Regions from separate parts of the Mus musculus genome. Here region 1 is linked to region 2. The links are chromatin contacts, called in public HiChIP or PLAC-seq maps. All regions are on one chromosome and are shown on one strand. The core of a region is the stretch at or near the end of the contact, and the rest is flanking DNA. Distances in the headings are between cores, read along the strand shown. Region 1 has its middle 6.3 kb from the start of Mir7676-2. Region 2 holds the start of Rac2 (Rac family small GTPase 2).

Evidence for each region. HiChIP or PLAC-seq counts read pairs in DNA pulled down with a chosen protein or histone mark.
Region 1: a contact with region 2 is called in an H3K27ac HiChIP or PLAC-seq map of acute myeloid leukemia, with 2.2 times the contacts expected there. The contact joins the enhancer-like site here to the promoter of Rac2 in region 2. A contact is called at or near these places in 2 of 39 promoter capture datasets (cranial neural crest and hippocampal neurons), 10 of 484 Hi-C or Micro-C datasets (the HL-1 cell line, the N1E-115 cell line, adipose-derived mesenchymal stem cells and 7 more), 3 of 115 datasets of contacts at active chromatin or transcription factors (the SCID.adh cell line, acute myeloid leukemia and bone marrow-derived macrophages) and 2 of 9 other capture datasets (adipose tissue and embryonic stem cells).

Annotation. Positions count from the first base shown.
Region 1 is chr15:78,352,599-78,357,168 of GRCm38.p6, forward strand. No RefSeq gene overlaps it. Among named protein-coding and RNA genes, the nearest start is that of Mir7676-2, 6.3 kb to the left of the region's middle. Within about 2 kb of position 2,598, at least 17 of the 459 cell types and tissues checked have an H3K27ac peak or open chromatin away from gene starts, as enhancers often do. A contact at or near this core is called in acute myeloid leukemia and bone marrow-derived macrophages, where this site is marked.
Region 2 is chr15:78,569,728-78,574,222 of GRCm38.p6, forward strand. Rac2 (Rac family small GTPase 2) reads right to left here and starts at 3,056. Exons shown (of 7, transcript NM_009008.3): 1 at 2,884-3,056; 2 at 1,005-1,076. The coding sequence starts at 2,918.

The sequences.
Region 1 (4,570 bases), core at 1,348-3,847, 220 kb before region 2:
TGCTGGAACAAGCAACCATTGTGTGCCCAGCCCTAAGCAGAGCAGGGATATCTACCCTCCAAGGCTAAGGAAACTCCATGGAAGAGGGAAGGAGAGTGTGTGCAAGGGCCGGGTGATGGGAGTAACTGCTGTGAAGCACTGACTTCTTGATATAACATGGCCATTACACTCATATTACACTCCGGTTATAAGGATAAGGCGTCCCTTGTCACGTTTCTATAAATCTTTAACTCTCAGCAATTGCCAAGAGGAACAATGCTATGTTCTTCTGCAGTGATGTTTTCATGTCCCCACAAAGAAATTCCACTCACACTCACATAAGCAGCCCTATTTAAACACGGTTCCTCAAACCCACAAAGCAAAGATTTGAAAACAGGAGGGCTACTCACCAGGAAGAACTGGAGGTTTAGCAGGTATTGGAAAGGTAATGAGAGACAATGGGGGGGGGGGCGGGGGACACAACCAAACTGTATCTTGTACATGTATGAAAGAATAATGAAGACATATAGAATTGATTGTTGTTACAGTAGACACGAGAGTGCAGAGATGCCTTCAGGGAACCTTGACTGGAATTGGCACAGAGCAGGACACGCAGCATGCTACATCTGTGGTTCCTAAGACAATAGTGTCCATGGTTGGAGATTTAGTCTTTTATCGTGTGGACTCCTACCTTCCTGTTATACACACTTACAGATAGAGTCAGGCCTTCCCATTCCAGGCTTACTATTGATTTCCTCCATTTCCAATGCTGCATCCACAGTTGTTTTGTAACAGAAGAAATAACCTATGTAAAAGTACAAAGCAAAGAAAATATGTCTATAGTTTACATTTTATTTTGGGTACTGTAATCTCCAAGGATAAACACATCCTTGCCATGGTGTCTCAGCGGTGAGCAGGGCTCCTGCTTTGCTAAAAGCTGACTTTCATCCTTTGCTCATTGTCAGGACCAAGAGGAGAAGATCATGGACCGTGGCCTTTGAACCTCTTCCCTAAGCCATGGGTGGAGACATGATCTGGGACTCTACCCTTTCTGCCCATGGATGCTTGGGCACTAAGAACAGCTTCTCAGGGACTGGGAGGGCTGGAGAGATGGCTCAGAGGTTAGGAGCACTTACTGCTCTTCCAAAGGTTCTGAGTTCAACTCCCAGCAACTACATGGTGGTTCACAACCATCTGTAGTGGGATCTGACGCCCTCTTCTGGTGTGTTTGGAGACAGCAACAGTGTACTCATAAATAAAATAATTCTTTAAAAAAAAAAAAGAAAAGAACAGCTTCTCTCAAAGTCTGACTGTTGCACTGTGTCTGCAACCTGAAAGACAGACAGAAAGCTGGCTGTCGGGAGTGTTCCTCCTATTCACCGAGAAGAGTACCAAATATCTAAAAGGTACACAATCCATGTGGTTTATGCTTAATCCCTAACCTCTCTGGGAGTCCGGCAAGTTGGTGTATCTAAGTAGAACGCACTCCTGGGACAAGCCAACAGTAAACTCTGGCATCCTGTTTTGTTATCTATGTTTTGCCCAAGCGAACATTTCACACATTCATGACAATGCATTACCAGAGAAAGACAGTCTATCCTGTGTGACTCTGTAAGAGAAGTCCCATGTGGGCTCATACCTCCTTGCCTCAGAAGCCCCCCTCCCCACTCATTCCTCTGTATTAGTCAATACTACTGCAGGTGTCAACTGTGCTGAGACCTGTATGTGGGGCTATAAATCGCAAGATGAAGCCCCCCAGCCTGGGAACCCCCTGGTGTCTCAGCACCTTCAGGAGCTTGGTCTTCTTCCAGAACATTCCATCTCTTGCTGTTCACCTCCTTGGCCTTATTTCATGCCACAGGACTTGGCAGCACGCCACACAGGGACTCCTCCTGTGGGAGAAATCACAGGGCCATCAGTTCAATTTGATGGAATTTGATACCAGGTTCTCTGTGTACAAGGCCTTGCTAGATTAATTGGTCCCTTTCAATAAGGCCATACTGAACATTTGTCAGTTTGTAATGAGGGGCTTGCCTGGCCTTATTTGTTTACAGATTTCGTTTTCAGATTATAAATGATATTTCTATTGTTCTGTGTGACTACATCATTGAGTGGTTCAGAAAGAGTTCAGTAGCATTGAAGTAAGCAAGAGAAGTGGTTATCCTAATCAGATTTTCCTATTCATTCCTTCCTTATTTAAATGTGTATATATGTTTGTTTATGGGTGTACACCAGCCACGGTTCACATGTGGAGGTCAGAAGACAACTTGGAGGAGCCACTTCCATCCTCCCAACAAGTGTGATCCAGAGACTGAACTCACAGCATCGGGCTTCGTGGCAGGTGTCTACACCTGCTCAGCCTTTTGAGTACCCACCTGATTAAGTCTCTGTACAAAATCTCCTTATTCTGATACTTTAGTAATCAGTTCAGAATATATTGAGCAACTTCTGGATTCACTAATTTCTTTTCTCTTCTCTTCTCTTCTCTTCTCTTCTCTTCTCTTCTCTTCTCTTCTTTTCTTTTCTTTTCAGATTTCTTTATTTTATGTATGTGAGGACACTGTTGCTGTCTCCAGAAACGCCAGAAGAGGGCACCAGATGGTTGTGAGCTACCATGTGGTTGCTAGGGATTGAACTCAGGACCTCTGGAGTGCAGTTGATGCTCTTAACCTCTGAGCCATCTCTCCAGCCCTGGATTCACTAATTTCATAAACAAAAACAATAAAAATTCTAACAAACAATTTAAATTTCAGCTAATCTACAAATAGTAAAAAGAGATTCGCCAATTATATGTCAAAGCTCCCCTTTCCTTCATTCCCACCTCCATGTAGTTGTCATAGCCGTCCTTCATAGCCGTCGGTCACAAGCCAACTAGGAAATGAAAGTTCAGGGAGGCATTTTAACACAGATCTACCTGAGTGCGAACGGTTTCTGCTCCGTGCTACTTGACTTTCAGGTGTTGCTGTGCTTATCAATAGGATAGATAGCATTCTTGTATAAGTGTATTTGTAAAGAAAGTATATTTGTGATTGAAATGACAGAACAGTAATCAATTATTGTGGAGCTCATGACTATGATGTCAATTCTGAAGGAATTTCAACACAGGAGAAAGAAGTTGCCCTGGCGCAATGGCACGCTCTAAGGGGCACAGAGGAAGTTCCTGCTCAGGGCAGCTCGGCATGACCAGAGGACTCAGCAAGCAGGGGTGAGGGGGAAGGGAAGATCAACTGTATGGTTTAGGCTCAACAGGTCAGATGAAGGTGGAAGGAGATGTGGGTGAGAATGGAGGTCCCGCTGGGATAGCAGGCTGCTCAGGACAGCTCGGCATGCCCAGAGGACTCAGCAAGCAGGGAAGATGGGTGGGGGGAGGGATGCTTACCTGTATGGTTCAGGCTTGGTATCTCAAGGATTCTTTTGATAGGAATCAAGGATGCACAAATCAAGGCTCAGCTAGGCTCATGCTTTGATGGTGTTGCTAGCAATATCAGGGCTTTTTTCCCCTTGTGGTTTTAATCTCATGGATGAATAATTCAGTAAGACTCTTGAAAGAAGCTCATGAACAATTTCATTCAAGTGTTGTAAGAGAAACAAGACAAGCTAGCTGGAAGCCTCGGGAGCTGCAAACAAGATTGAATGACAAAGATGGAAGAAAGCCATTCCCGTTGTAATGGACATCGCCGAGCAGCCATGTTTAGGAAAAATGTGCAAATGATCAAGATAGAACGTGAGAGGGTCCAGAGTGTACAGCAATGCAGAAATGCAGTCATCATCTTTGGATGGCACTGGAAAAATAGAAGGAAGAAGAGGAAGAAGAGGAGGAGGTAGAAGAAGACAAAGACCGATGACTACAAAGACAATGAAGGAGGAGGAGGAGAAGGAGGAGAAGGAGAAGGAGGACAGGGAGGAGGAGAACAAGGAGGAGGAGGAGAGGAAGGAGGAGGAGGAGGGCAGAGAGGAGAAGGAGGAAGAGGAGAATCATCACTCTTTTCTGAAATAGGACTGTGGTGGATTAAATGGAAATGGGCCCCATAGGTTCATAAAGAGTGGCATTATTAAGTGCTGTGGCTTTGCTAGAGGAGATATGGACCTATTGAAGGACCTGTTTCACTGGGGGTGGGCATTTAGGCTTCAATGCTCAAGCCAGGCCCAGTGTCTGTGATTATGGTTTCTCTTCACAGCAATAAGACTCTAAGATGGAAGTTGGTAGCGGGGCCAGGGGAACTGCCATGGCAGGCCAGACAATGCTTTCGTTTGGAGGAATATGGAACCCTTTGGGGCTTTGAACTAGAAGAGCAATTGGGCAATTCAAGCAAGGTTTACTGGGTCATACTAGCTGGAGCATGGAACACAATGGTGCTAAGGGTTATTTAAACTGTGTGGACACAATTCGGGAGGATTCAGAGGGGGATATTAGTATGGGGCCCAGAAACAATTCTTGTGATGTTTTGGCTAAGAACATGGCTGCTTTCTGCCATTATGTAAAAAGCCAACCTGAGGCTAAATTGAAGAGTTATGCATTAAAAGCTTTGGCGGAGGACAGTGAGAAGCTGCCTAGCATGGGCTGTGTCATATGGCTCTTGCTGGTCTGACT
Region 2 (4,495 bases), core at 1,806-4,305:
AAGCCTCATAGCTGCTATTGGCTATTGGCCATCAGGATATTGTAACACCCATTTCCCTTGAGGACCCAATGCAATCACTAGTGTGGTATCCTGTACAGGGCCACCAACCCAAAGGCATTCTAACTAGATGCTAGTGGTGAAGACTTCTCTGGATCTCGTCACCTCGAGGCACAGATATCACTTATGAGACATATGTATATTACACAATGTATCAACCACTTTCTTGAGAAGCCAAGGCCTTCTCAACATATGGGTCCTTGGTCTTGAGAGAGAGCTGGCAAGCTCCTCTGGCGATTGACAGGCCTTTAGCCTTGAAGGCTTCCAGGAGGGCACCATGGATAGGCCTGGAGGGTGTAGGTATGAGAATGAGACAGGAAATCACCCTAGGGCATTTCTGGCAGGGAGAAGAGCTGGTGCAAAGGTCCTGCGGTAGGTTTGCCTAAGGATCGTTGATCCAATAAAGCAAAACAGTGGGTAACATCTCTAGAAGGGAAGATTGGGGGATACTTGAAGAGCTTGAAATCTATGCAGGAAGCTGGGGAGCTGCTCTGTGAGTATGGGGATGCTCTGAGACTCTTCTGACACCTGCGGACTCCTTGTGTATCATGTGGGAGCGGATGGCTACATCCTGCACCAGAAGATAGGCTTCCCACAGACCACAGCTAGCACTGTGCCCACCCCAGCACACGGGTCCCCAGACACTGCTGCTAAGTTTCTGAGGTACTCTTCCTCCCTCACCTCCATAGCCCATCTCCACCCCTCTTTCTCCTCCTGGCTGGCTTGAAGGACATATTCCTTCCTGTCCTTTTACGCCTTCCCACCCCACAGTCCCTCTGCCTTCTGGAGCCTCTGCCTCCTTAGCATACATTCTAAGACTTAGCATAAGTCACTGCGTTGCATGTCGGATCACCAGCCAGCTTCCCCACAATGGAGAGTCTCTCTAGCCTTACCAGCCTACTTGGTCTCAGGCCCCCACAGGGGACAGCCCCCAAGAAGCCACTCACACAGTGGGGATGTATTCTCCAGGGAAGGCGTTGGTGGTGTAGCTGATGAGAAGACACGTCTTGCCCACGGCTCTGAAAGACAAGAGACAAGATGCAGGAGAGACCAAGGTCATAGCTCCCCTTCACCAAGGTCAAGATGAAGGGGAGGCGGGAACTGTACTCAGGCTCCAGTCTCCCAATCCCAGACACCCCATACCAGTGTGCTCTACCCCGTGCAGTGCCCATAAAGAACCTGACTTCAGTCTTAGCCATGGGTGTGAGCCACACATCTGAGGAGAACTCCAGTACTGTACATGTACCAGTGTGTGGGATACAGGTGATAGGCACAGATGACCATGGGGCCGAACAGAGGACCCTGGAGAGCTGGGTAAGACTGTCACGTGTCTCTCTTAAGCTTCAGATCCTGCCTCCATCATTTGCCATCTACACAACTTTGCAAGTCACCTAAGCACCTTGTACCTCAGTTTCCCCATGTAGACAACAAGGACAAGCCCATCTTCCCAGTAAAATAACTGATACTTCTAAGACACTGAACCCGGTGCCATAGAAGTGGCACCAACTAATGACTGTTAGGGACTGCCCATCGCCCCTCTTTGAAGTCAGAGGGGCCTGGGTTCAAATCCTCTGCCTCCAAGGCAGGTTATGTAACTTTTCGGAGTTTTGGTCTTTCCCACCTGTAAAACGAACTCTGTGATGGTAAGTAGGGTTGGTGGAAGACAGATCATACAGAGAGCCACAGCCCGGTGACCACATACAAAAGAGAAATGGGATAAATGGAGATGACCACCATTTAAGCTATCTCCCTGCCAAGCTGGGAGGTCACCCAGGTCATTCAGCAGGAAGCTGAGAGGCCAGAGGGACAGCTCCGGGCCTTCCCCAGTACAATTCCGTTAAGTCACTTCCCACTCGAGGAGGTTGCTCTGCTGTCCCTGCCCCCTAAACCTCTGCCCTCAAGCCCCAGCCTGCCACCCAGGTAACTTTGAATGCATAGAATCATTGACTTCCGGCCCTCCGTGTCCGCCCCCTCCTCCCCCAGATCAGACACAAAGCAGAAGTGAGCAGAGCAGCTGCCACAGATAACGGCTGACACCCTAGCGCGGTGGCGGCTGCAGCAGCGACCAAGTCGGACCTAGTCAGCTGAGGAGGTAGATAGCCTATGCCACCAGCAGAGCCAAAGTGTGTGTGACCTTGGGACCTAAGCCAGGAAAGGTCTCCAGGCCTCAGCCCCTCCCCGTTTCGAACTGAAGATGGCTGTCTAGTACATGTGAGGATGGATCTAGCGGGACCCAAGATAGACTTGAGGACTGCACCCTAATGTGTCGGAATATATGGGAGACACATGAAGAAACTCAGGCCTTGGGTTATGAGAGCCTGTGGTCCCAAGATCTGACAATGACTATCAGACTTTAGCAGGGCTGCAGCCAGCCTGCCCTCTGGAGTCCTTAAGAGCAGAGGCTGGACTGAGAGTCAGAAAGCTTGGAGATTGCCAGAAGTCCCCTAGGCCCAGCAAGACAGCAACTAGAGCCTGGGCCAGCCTGGGAAACAAAGGTCCGAAGGGCAAGCTGCTGATTTCCCTCCTCGTACCTGTACCCTGAACTGATGCTGGCCCGGTAGGAGCCCTGTCCCAGCTCTCAGGGTACAGGCAAATAGCAGCACCCCACCCACAGTCCAGGCCCTCCACCCAAGTAGCTTCCGGAGTGGGGTAGGCTGAAGGACAGGGAGCAGTCCAGACCCACCCCAAATGTTCCTTGTAAGCCCTTACAAGGAAAGGAAGCGACTTTCCCCAGAACCTCCTGGGAGCCCTGAATCTGTGGGTGTACCAGGGAGGATCTCAGAGGCATCCTGGTAGGGGTGGGAGACAACTCAGCCAGGTACTTACCCATCACCCACCACCACACACTTGATGGCCTGCATTGCATCTGAGGCCCAGCAGCCAGGGATGACAGTTGGGGGCCAGGAGCGTTGCTGTGGACACCAGTGGTATGGAGTGGCTAGGAGGTACCCGGCAGTGAGGAGCAGCACCCCAGCTCAAGAGGCGGGAGGAAACGGAAGAGGAACTTACCCAAGCTGCTGCCCCACAGCCTTGAGGGGGTGGAGCATGCGGTCTGGAAGAGGACCTGGGGCCCCACAGGTGCTAGGTTGGGCCCAGGCCACCAAGGGCACTTGACTTAGGCTCCAAAGGGAACCCAGGCACCCTAGAGAATTGAAGATTCACTTCCTAAGCCAGGGCAGGGACAAAGTTGCTCTCGAAGAATCTGCATCCTCCAAGAAGTCAGTTGGCCTGACTCCCATGGGCAAACACTTGAGTGCCTACTGTGTATCAGGCATTGTGTTGGGAGCTGGTGACTCTAAAATGCAGGAAGCCAGGTTGTCCTGGAGTTCCTGCTCTGTAGAGAAGGCAAACCACACCACAGGTGCTGTGAGCAAGGCAGGAGACATGGGCCAAGGGAGAGCTACAGAGTGACCTCAGAGTCACCAGCAGGGAAAACTGGTGGCTATGACGTGTGATGTCAAACAAAGTTGGCCCGGGGGGGGGGGGTGCTGCCTAAGCAAGGGCCAGTGTGTAGAGAGAAGGCAAAGGAGGGGGAGGGAAAGAGAGAAGGGAAGAGGTAGAGGAGAGGGGAGAAAAGGAGGAAGGGGAGGAAGGGGGGAAATTGGGAGGGGAGGAAGTGGAGGAAAAGGGGGAGGAGGAGGAAGGAGAGGAGGGAGGATAGGGAAAAGGGAAGGAGTTGGAAGAGAAGGAAGAAGAGGAGTAGTGAGAGGAGGAGGAGGAGGAGGAGGAGTGAGAGGAGGAGGAGGAGGAGGAGGAGGAGGAGGAGGAGGAGGAGGAGGAGGAGGAGGAGGAGGAGGAAGAGTCAGGGACAGATGCAGTAGAGCAAGCTGGTAGAAGTTTGGCAAGTCCAAACCTTCTCACAGCATGGTGCAATCTAAGCTTTCAGGAAGCTGAGACAAAGGGATTGCTGGGAGCTTGAGTCCAGGATTCAGAGTGAGAGTTCCAAGGCAGCCAGAGCCATCGAGCGATACAGCAAGATCCTAGCTGGGAAACCACTCCAAACCGAAAATCCTACCTACAAACTGTCGTAGGCTTCTTGCCGTTTTGATGATATCAACTACACTCGCCTTGTGTTGGGCATTTGTGTTTATAAGTGTTTGGTTGGGTGTTTGTGTTTGCAGGTGTTTTGTTGGGCATTTGTGTTTTTAGTTGTTTATTGGACTTTTGGGTTTCCTATTACACAAGTTACTATTTGTGTATTTGTCCATTTCTCTACTGGAGTATTTTTTCCCCTCATATTTATTTGGAGAAGTTCGGTGTTTGATTTTTCAAGTGTGAATTGCTATAACCGTTTCATAGTTCATTTCCAGTATGTGGAATTATTTTTTTTGAAGCTGTGATATTTATAAAGGTTTATTTGTATGTGGTCAACTTTAATTTTTCTTCCCTAATGATTGATACTCTTTGAGTGATTCTTTCTTAAGCATTCCTATGCAAT